Linked DNA regions of Mus musculus: region 1 is linked to region 2. A link is a contact called in public Hi-C data. All regions are on one chromosome and are shown on one strand. The core of a region is the stretch at or near the end of the contact, and the rest is flanking DNA. Distances in the headings are between cores, read along the strand shown. Region 1 overlaps Gm12216 (predicted gene 12216). Region 2 holds the start of Leap2 (liver-expressed antimicrobial peptide 2).

What was found. Hi-C and Micro-C count contacts between places; a contact is called where the count stands out from the background.
Region 1: a contact with region 2 is called in a Hi-C map of liver, with 2.7 times the contacts expected there. The contact joins the enhancer-like site here to the promoter of Leap2 in region 2. A contact is called at or near these places in 1 of 484 Hi-C or Micro-C datasets (liver), 6 of 115 datasets of contacts at active chromatin or transcription factors (bone marrow-derived dendritic cells, effector CD8 T cells, embryonic stem cells and 2 more) and 1 of 9 other capture datasets (adipose tissue).

Annotation. Positions count from the first base shown.
Region 1 is chr11:53,785,063-53,788,261 of GRCm38.p6, reverse strand. Gm12216 (predicted gene 12216) reads left to right here. Exons shown (of 4, transcript NR_033332.1): 4 at 1,913-2,773. Among named protein-coding and RNA genes, the nearest start is that of Irf1, 17 kb to the right of the region's middle. Within about 2 kb of position 1,816, at least 79 of the 459 cell types and tissues checked have an H3K27ac peak or open chromatin away from gene starts, as enhancers often do. A contact at or near this core is called in adipose tissue, effector CD8 T cells, liver and 1 more, where this site is marked.
Region 2 is chr11:53,421,624-53,425,089 of GRCm38.p6, reverse strand. Leap2 (liver-expressed antimicrobial peptide 2) reads left to right here and starts at 1,954. Exons shown (of 3, transcript NM_153069.3): 1 at 1,954-2,044; 2 at 2,204-2,340; 3 at 2,641-2,909. The coding sequence starts at 1,988. The coding sequence ends at 2,677. Aff4 (AF4/FMR2 family, member 4) reads right to left here. Exons shown (of 21, transcript NM_033565.2): 21 at 3,260-3,466.

The sequences.
Region 1 (3,199 bases), core at 567-3,066, 360 kb before region 2:
GGCCGCTGGGATGAAACCGAAGCAAATGCTGCAAAGGGCTTTGAAGGCTCCAAAACCTTATCGAGACCCGGATCAAAGCCAAGGCCAGAGTTAGCCCCCCCCCCCCCCCCCCGTACCAGGGCAGAACCCAGTTCACAGAACTCCTCAAGTTATGACCTCCCAGAAGGAAACCCCTGCCCTGACTGTGACCCTATGCTGGGAGCAGCGTGAATAAGCATCCTGACTATGACCCTGAGTTGGGAGCAGGGTCAATAGGCATTCGTTCTTATTATACCAGGAAAGGTTAACCTAACAAACACAAAGAACCTGGAAAAGTTAATCCAACAAACACAAAGAACCTGTCACTCTGTCACTCGAAGGTGACATAAGTGTTAGCTGCATTTCCGTTGACAGTGCCATCCGTAGGCAATCAGGTAGCCCTTAAGGGTACAACTGATGAGCAGCTTTAAGTCCTTCCTTTGCCCTGTAAAATGTCTTATGTTTTCTCTGGAAGTGCTGATTTTAATGCAGACGAACTCTAGAAAGCAGTATTTTCTTTTTTTATTTAAGTATTTTGTATGCAGCTGGGCGTGGTGGCGCACGCCTTTAATCCCAGCACTCGGGAGGCAGAGGCAGGCGGATTTCTGAGTTCGAGGCCAGCCTGGTCTACAAAGTGAGTTCCAGGGCTATACAGAGAAACCCTGTCTCGAAAAAAAAAGAATTTCGTATACAAGTTGACTGTATCTTCATCTAACCCTCCTCTCCTCTCTCCAGTTCCTTTCCCGCCCTCTCTCCCCTCCTGAATACAGGAGTCACATGCAATTAGGGCTGACCTTTTAGGATTAGAGGTTTGCTTCTCCCTAAAGACTCCCCTGCCTGCCACTGACTGCATGTGGCCCTGCATCTAGGAGTGATGGCTTCTGAAAACGACTGGTGTGGTCTTTGCAGCCTTCCTAGTACAGGCATCCATGGTGTGGGATGTGGAGAGTTCATGAGTGCACAAAAAAACATTCCTTAAAAGAAGGTGGTTCTGGGCAGTGGTGGCGCACGCTTTAATAGAGCACTTGGGAGGCAGAGGCAGGTGGATTTCTGAGTTCGAGGCCAGCCTGGTCTACAAAGTGAGTTCCAGGACAGCCAGGGCTACACAGAGAAACTCTGTCTCCGGGGGAAAAAAAAAAAAAAAAGGAAGAAGGGGGAAAAAAAAAGAGCCAGGCTTAGAAACACACATTTGCACACTTGTAATCCTATCATTCAGAAGACTAAGGCAGGAGGATTGCTGTGAATTCAAAGCCAGTTTCTGAGGTATATAGTGAGACCCCATTAGGAGGTTGGTACATAAAACAAACAAGCATAGTGCAAAGCTGTAGCCAGCAGGACATCCTGTGGGGACAAGGGTGGCTCTCGAATCCGCATCCTGTGTGAGCTGCTACAGAGGTGAGGAGCCTCGGCCGGGCCCTGCTCTCATGGCTGGGCTACAGCCTCCTGCCTGAGGGTGAGAAGAGCTTCTAATGACTTTGCACTTGTCCTTCCTTCCCCTCAGGATGCACTGATCTCACACACACACACACACACACACACACACACACACACACACCAAAAGGCAGGCGGACTACGGTTCTGGCAGGATCCTTGTTTCTCTCACAGACCCACAAGCTCTGTGAGCCTCTGAGACAGACCCTGTTCTCTCCACTGTTCAATGGGTGTTCTGTTGTGATTAACACTGACCACAGACAACGTAGGGAAGAAAGGTTCTCTTTGGCTTACAGGTTACGCCATCAGTCAGAGGAGGGCCCGGTCAGGAAGCACAGCAGAGACAGGAACACTGCCTGCTGGCTGCCATCCTGAAGCTTGCTCAGCTTGTTGGCACTGACCAACCTCAGGCCAATCCGATGGTGGCACTATCACAGCCTGGGTCCTCATTCTCTCTTCCTAGGTGTGTCAAGTTGACAACCAACATCGCTTCCACTTTGTGAATGAAGATGCTGAGGCCGCCAGTGGAGCCAGTAGCCTGGGTGAGGCCACACAGCTAGTTAAGCTAGTTATGCAGATCTGGTTGGTACCTAATGCAGTAACTTCCTTTAAATGCCTTCCCCGAGCCACACTGGACCCCCCTAGCAAGGACAGCTAAGCACTGAAGACCAGTGAGTGTGACCACAGGCTTTACCCTGGAGAGTCCTTAGCCAGGTCCTATAGGTTCTGTCTGGCTGTCCTGAGGGCCTCAGTTTACAGGCGCTCATCCAGAGACTGCTCAACCTTGGGCAGGTTCCCTATCGGCGTGTCCTGCAGAGGCACTGTCCTTCTTGGCCTATCCCAGGCTTTGATTTTCCCAGATGGACAGGCTCTTTTACTAAACCTCTACACTCCCAGTGCTCCCTGGGCCCTAGGACAGAGGAGATCCACAGGATCTTCTCCCTGGCCATCCCAGGGAGGGTTCATTTGAGAGGTAACATGTTTGTCCTGTGATTCTGACTCCAATCAAGGTCTAGGTCCTGGTACAGCTGCAGCCTCCCTTCTAGAAGCTTCTGAGGAGTGTCAGTTTCCTGTTGCCGCTGTAAGAGATGTCCTTGCACTTCGTGGCCTAGACTAGCACACAGTTACAATTCTGAGGGGGCCAAGAGACAGAAGAGGTCCCGCAGGGCTATCCTCAGGGTGTATAGCAAACATGGGCTCTAGGAAACAGCCTATGGGCAAGGCAGCACACACCTGTAACCCCAGCACTCAAAAGACTGAGCCAGAATGTTCTAAAGCCTAAGGCCAGTCTGGGCTATATATAGAAGAATGAGTTTCCTGCCTCAAAAAAAAAAAAAAAAAAAAAAAAAAAAAAAAAAAAAAAAAGGTTTTTAAATCCCCTTCATTGTCCAGTTTTTAAAGGCTTCCTCCATTTCTTAGTTTCATGGTGCCTCCTTCTAGATTCAAAACCAGTGATAGATGGTCCTGTCTTTTCCTTATTGTCATGTCTCTGGTTCTATCTCCCTTGTCCTCCTCTTTCCCACTTAGAAGAACCCTTGTAAATGGCTGAGTATAGCGGTGTATGCCTTTAATCCCAGCACTCAGGAGTCAGAGGCAGGGGGAATCTCTGTGAGTTCAAGGCCAGCCTTGTTTACAGAGTGAGTTTCAGGACATCCAGAGCTTTGTAGTGAGACCCTGTCTCAATAAACAAACAAATAAATGGAACTTGAAACCCTTAGCCGGGGGTGGGGGAGCATATGGGGAACTTTTG
Region 2 (3,466 bases), core at 705-3,204:
ACTCGTCTTTTGGATGAGTTGCATGTCTGAGCACTGGTGAAGGAGAGAGAAGCTGGCACTGAGCCCAGGGACCTGATTCTAGGACATCACATTGTTTACCTAATCACATCTGTGTTCTTACTCAATGCTCACTGGGTCACCACACAACCTTTCCCCAACTCTACACAAGTTCCCATTTAGTCTTCTAATTCTGAACTGGTAGGATTTACTGGTTATGTTTGGTAGGCAGGGTCTACTCAGTTTTTGTTTTTGTTTTTGTTTTTGTTTTTCTTTTTCTTTTCTTTTTTTTTAAAAAGACAGTGTTTCTCTATGTAGCCATCAGGGAACTCACTATGTAGACCAGGCTGTCCTTGAACCTGGAGATCCACCTGCCTCTGCCTCCCAAGGGCTGGGATTAAAGGTGCATTGCCACCACAACCTGGCTTTATTCAGTGACTCTTTATGCTGAGGAGTTCCCAGATCTTTGCCATTAAATCCCACCCCATCCCAGCTCTGACATTCACCACACTTCTCCCTTGGCAATTAGTGACATTAGCTTTGCTTAGATTGGTGACCAACTGCTACCTTCAGCACTTCGGCAGTTCCTCCATTTTTGCCTTGACAAAGAAACAAGATTTTTGTCCAAATGCTTAATCATGAAGATGAAAAGAGCCTTTGGAAAGATTATGTGAGATATCAGATCAGGAAGAGAGAAATCTATTTGTAATTTTTGTGTGTGTGTGGTTTCTTATGGTCATACGGAGATCTAAGCTCCTATGCACATCCTGATTTCAATCTCAGCTTTCCCTCTCAAAAATTTTAAAACTACCATGGCTGAGTATAGTGGTCCACTTCAAAGACTGCAGCAGGACTATAAAATTGGGCTAGCCTGGGCTATGTGGTAAGCTGTTACCAACATCAAAGGTCTTGCCATTTAGTACCCATAATCACTCACATTCAGTACACTTCAGTGTTAGCCTAGAAACCTACAGGGATTCTTGCCTACTGTTTGGGCTTCAGATTCTTGCCAGTGTTTGGGCTTCAGACTCAGTTTACCACCTGCTGCCCTGAGGCTGCTGAAAGTGCTCCACCAAAGCCCGAACTACATGATTCATTTGGTGTTGTCAGTACCTAAGCTGTAATGACACCAAGTTAAGAGTTTCTGCAGCCAGGCGTGGTAGCGCATGCCTTTAATCCCAGCACACTTGGGAGATAGAGACAGACGGATTTCTGAGTTCGAGACCAGCCTGGTCTACAGAGTGAGTTCCAGGACAGCCAGGGCTACACAGAGAAACCCTGTCTCGAAAACCAAAAAAAAAAAAGTTTCTGCTACCTCCTCCCTCGTGTGTCTTTAAAAACGAAGACCTAAGGATAGGTACAGTTTGAGCTCCTTATAGCCAGGTCTCTACTAAGATGGCAGTGTAGACTGATGGGGGAACTAGAGCACCATAGACAGTCTGTTTACATCTCCTCCCTAATTGCCTGTACACAACAGGTCAGTGGGTTTTGCCTAGAAAAGCTCAGAGGTCAACATTACTCCTGAAGACTTTATTAGAATCCGATTTTGATTATAACCATCTCACTGAGCTATTTTAAGAATTTTTCCTTCACTCTGGGAATTGAACCAGGGGATCACACACGTCCCCACTGTTACATTCCCAGCCTGCTGAGTTATCTTAAAAGTATGGCAAGGTTCCTAGTCTCCCTCATGGATTCACATGGCTTTCAGAGGCAAGGTAGGACAATGCTGATTTCTGATAAGATGGGTGTAAGGGTCCAGACCAGCAACACCATCAAAGTCCACGAGCAGTAAGCACAGTGTGCCTGGAGTGTAGTCCTTGAGTACATTCTCTGGGTACACATTAACTGATTACATCGATCCTGATTACAAACAAACTTTGCCCCATCTCAGCTGGCAACCATGAGAAAGGCAGATAGGTGTCGGTCTATAAAAGGAAACGGGAACTGCCCCCTGGCTTTCAGACTCCAACATCATTCTTTTGCCAAGATGCTACAGCTAAAACTCTTTGCAGTGCTCCTGACTTGCCTGCTGCTGCTGGGTCAGGTAAGGAAGGAAACAGTAGTGGCGTGGAATTCCAAGTCAGACTCAGTCCTTAGAAATGCAGTTCGATCTCCTGCAACCTGCAAAGGGCCCTTCTTCTGAGGCTGTGCAGCAGAGGGTGGGTGCTTCCTCAGCTAAAGTGAGTATGCCTTTGCTCTACAGGTCAATAGTTCCCCAGTACCAGAAGTGAGTTCAGCAAAGAGATCCCGGAGAATGACCCCATTTTGGAGAGGGGTTTCCCTCAGGCCCATTGGTGCCTCGTGCCGGGATGACTCTGAGTGTATCACAAGACTATGCAGGTATTTGATGATCCCAGGTACAGGGTGGACCAGAGAGCACTGGGAAAGCTGGGAGAGATGAGATCAGAAAACAGAGACCCAAGGGTAAAGCTGAAATTAGTGGTGTGGGGTGGGGGTGGGGGTGGGGGGAATATATGAAGCTGTGAACTCCATGGAGGGGATTCCGTGACAGTCAAGAACCATTCAGATTCCTAACACTGAACGACAGATGAAACAAGGAATAATGGAGGCAGCAGAGGTGTCCCAGGGCTCCTTAGGTCTACATCCAATCTTAATCACTTCTTTTCTTCCCCCCACTAGAAAAAGACGCTGTTCCCTAAGTGTGGCCCAGGAGTGATGTCCATACTGGGGAAGAGTCACCTCCAACAGTGATCTGTTCTGGGGAATATTGTTAACGACATTTTGGTTGGAGATAGATAAGTGAAGTAGTCTTTGTTTTTAATATTTAAAGACGGATACTTGCTTTAAACTGGTCTCCATTTCTTATTAGAATGTTGTTGATTTGTACATAGACATAACTTTGTCAGAGTTTATTTTTCTATAAATACTATTAAATGTCTCAAATCTAAGTTCTGGCAGTCTGGAATTGACACTTCACTGAGTCACTTCATCCATTATAGGGAGTAGTAGTGGCTCCCTAACCAGTGGTGCTGCTCCACCTGGGAGTGTGGTGAGCACCCACTCCTCAAAGAATCTCATGACAGAGGCAATGCAGAAGCTAACAATAGTGAGTCTTGGCAGAGCAGAAGTCGTGGCTCTTTACAAAGAACTCTTTAGGCTGGTGTGTACCATCTGAAGATGTGTAAGTTTGTCTATAACTTTATGAACATGAAATAGAACCCCCCATGCCCCAAAGCCAGGCATGGTAGCACATGCCTTTAATCCCAGTACCAGGGAGGTGGAGGCAGAGGCAGAGGCAGGCCAATCTCTGTAAGTTCAAGGACAACCAGGTATATACAGTGAGTTCCAGACTAGCCAGGGCTACATAATGAAACCCTGTCTCAGAAAAACAAGAATAAAAAGAACCAATACATAAATAGTAAAAATAAATAATAGTGTACATTCTTTTTTTTTTCTTTAATAGTGTATGTCTTAAGAGCATCAAGAAAAGATTAAAGATGTCTGT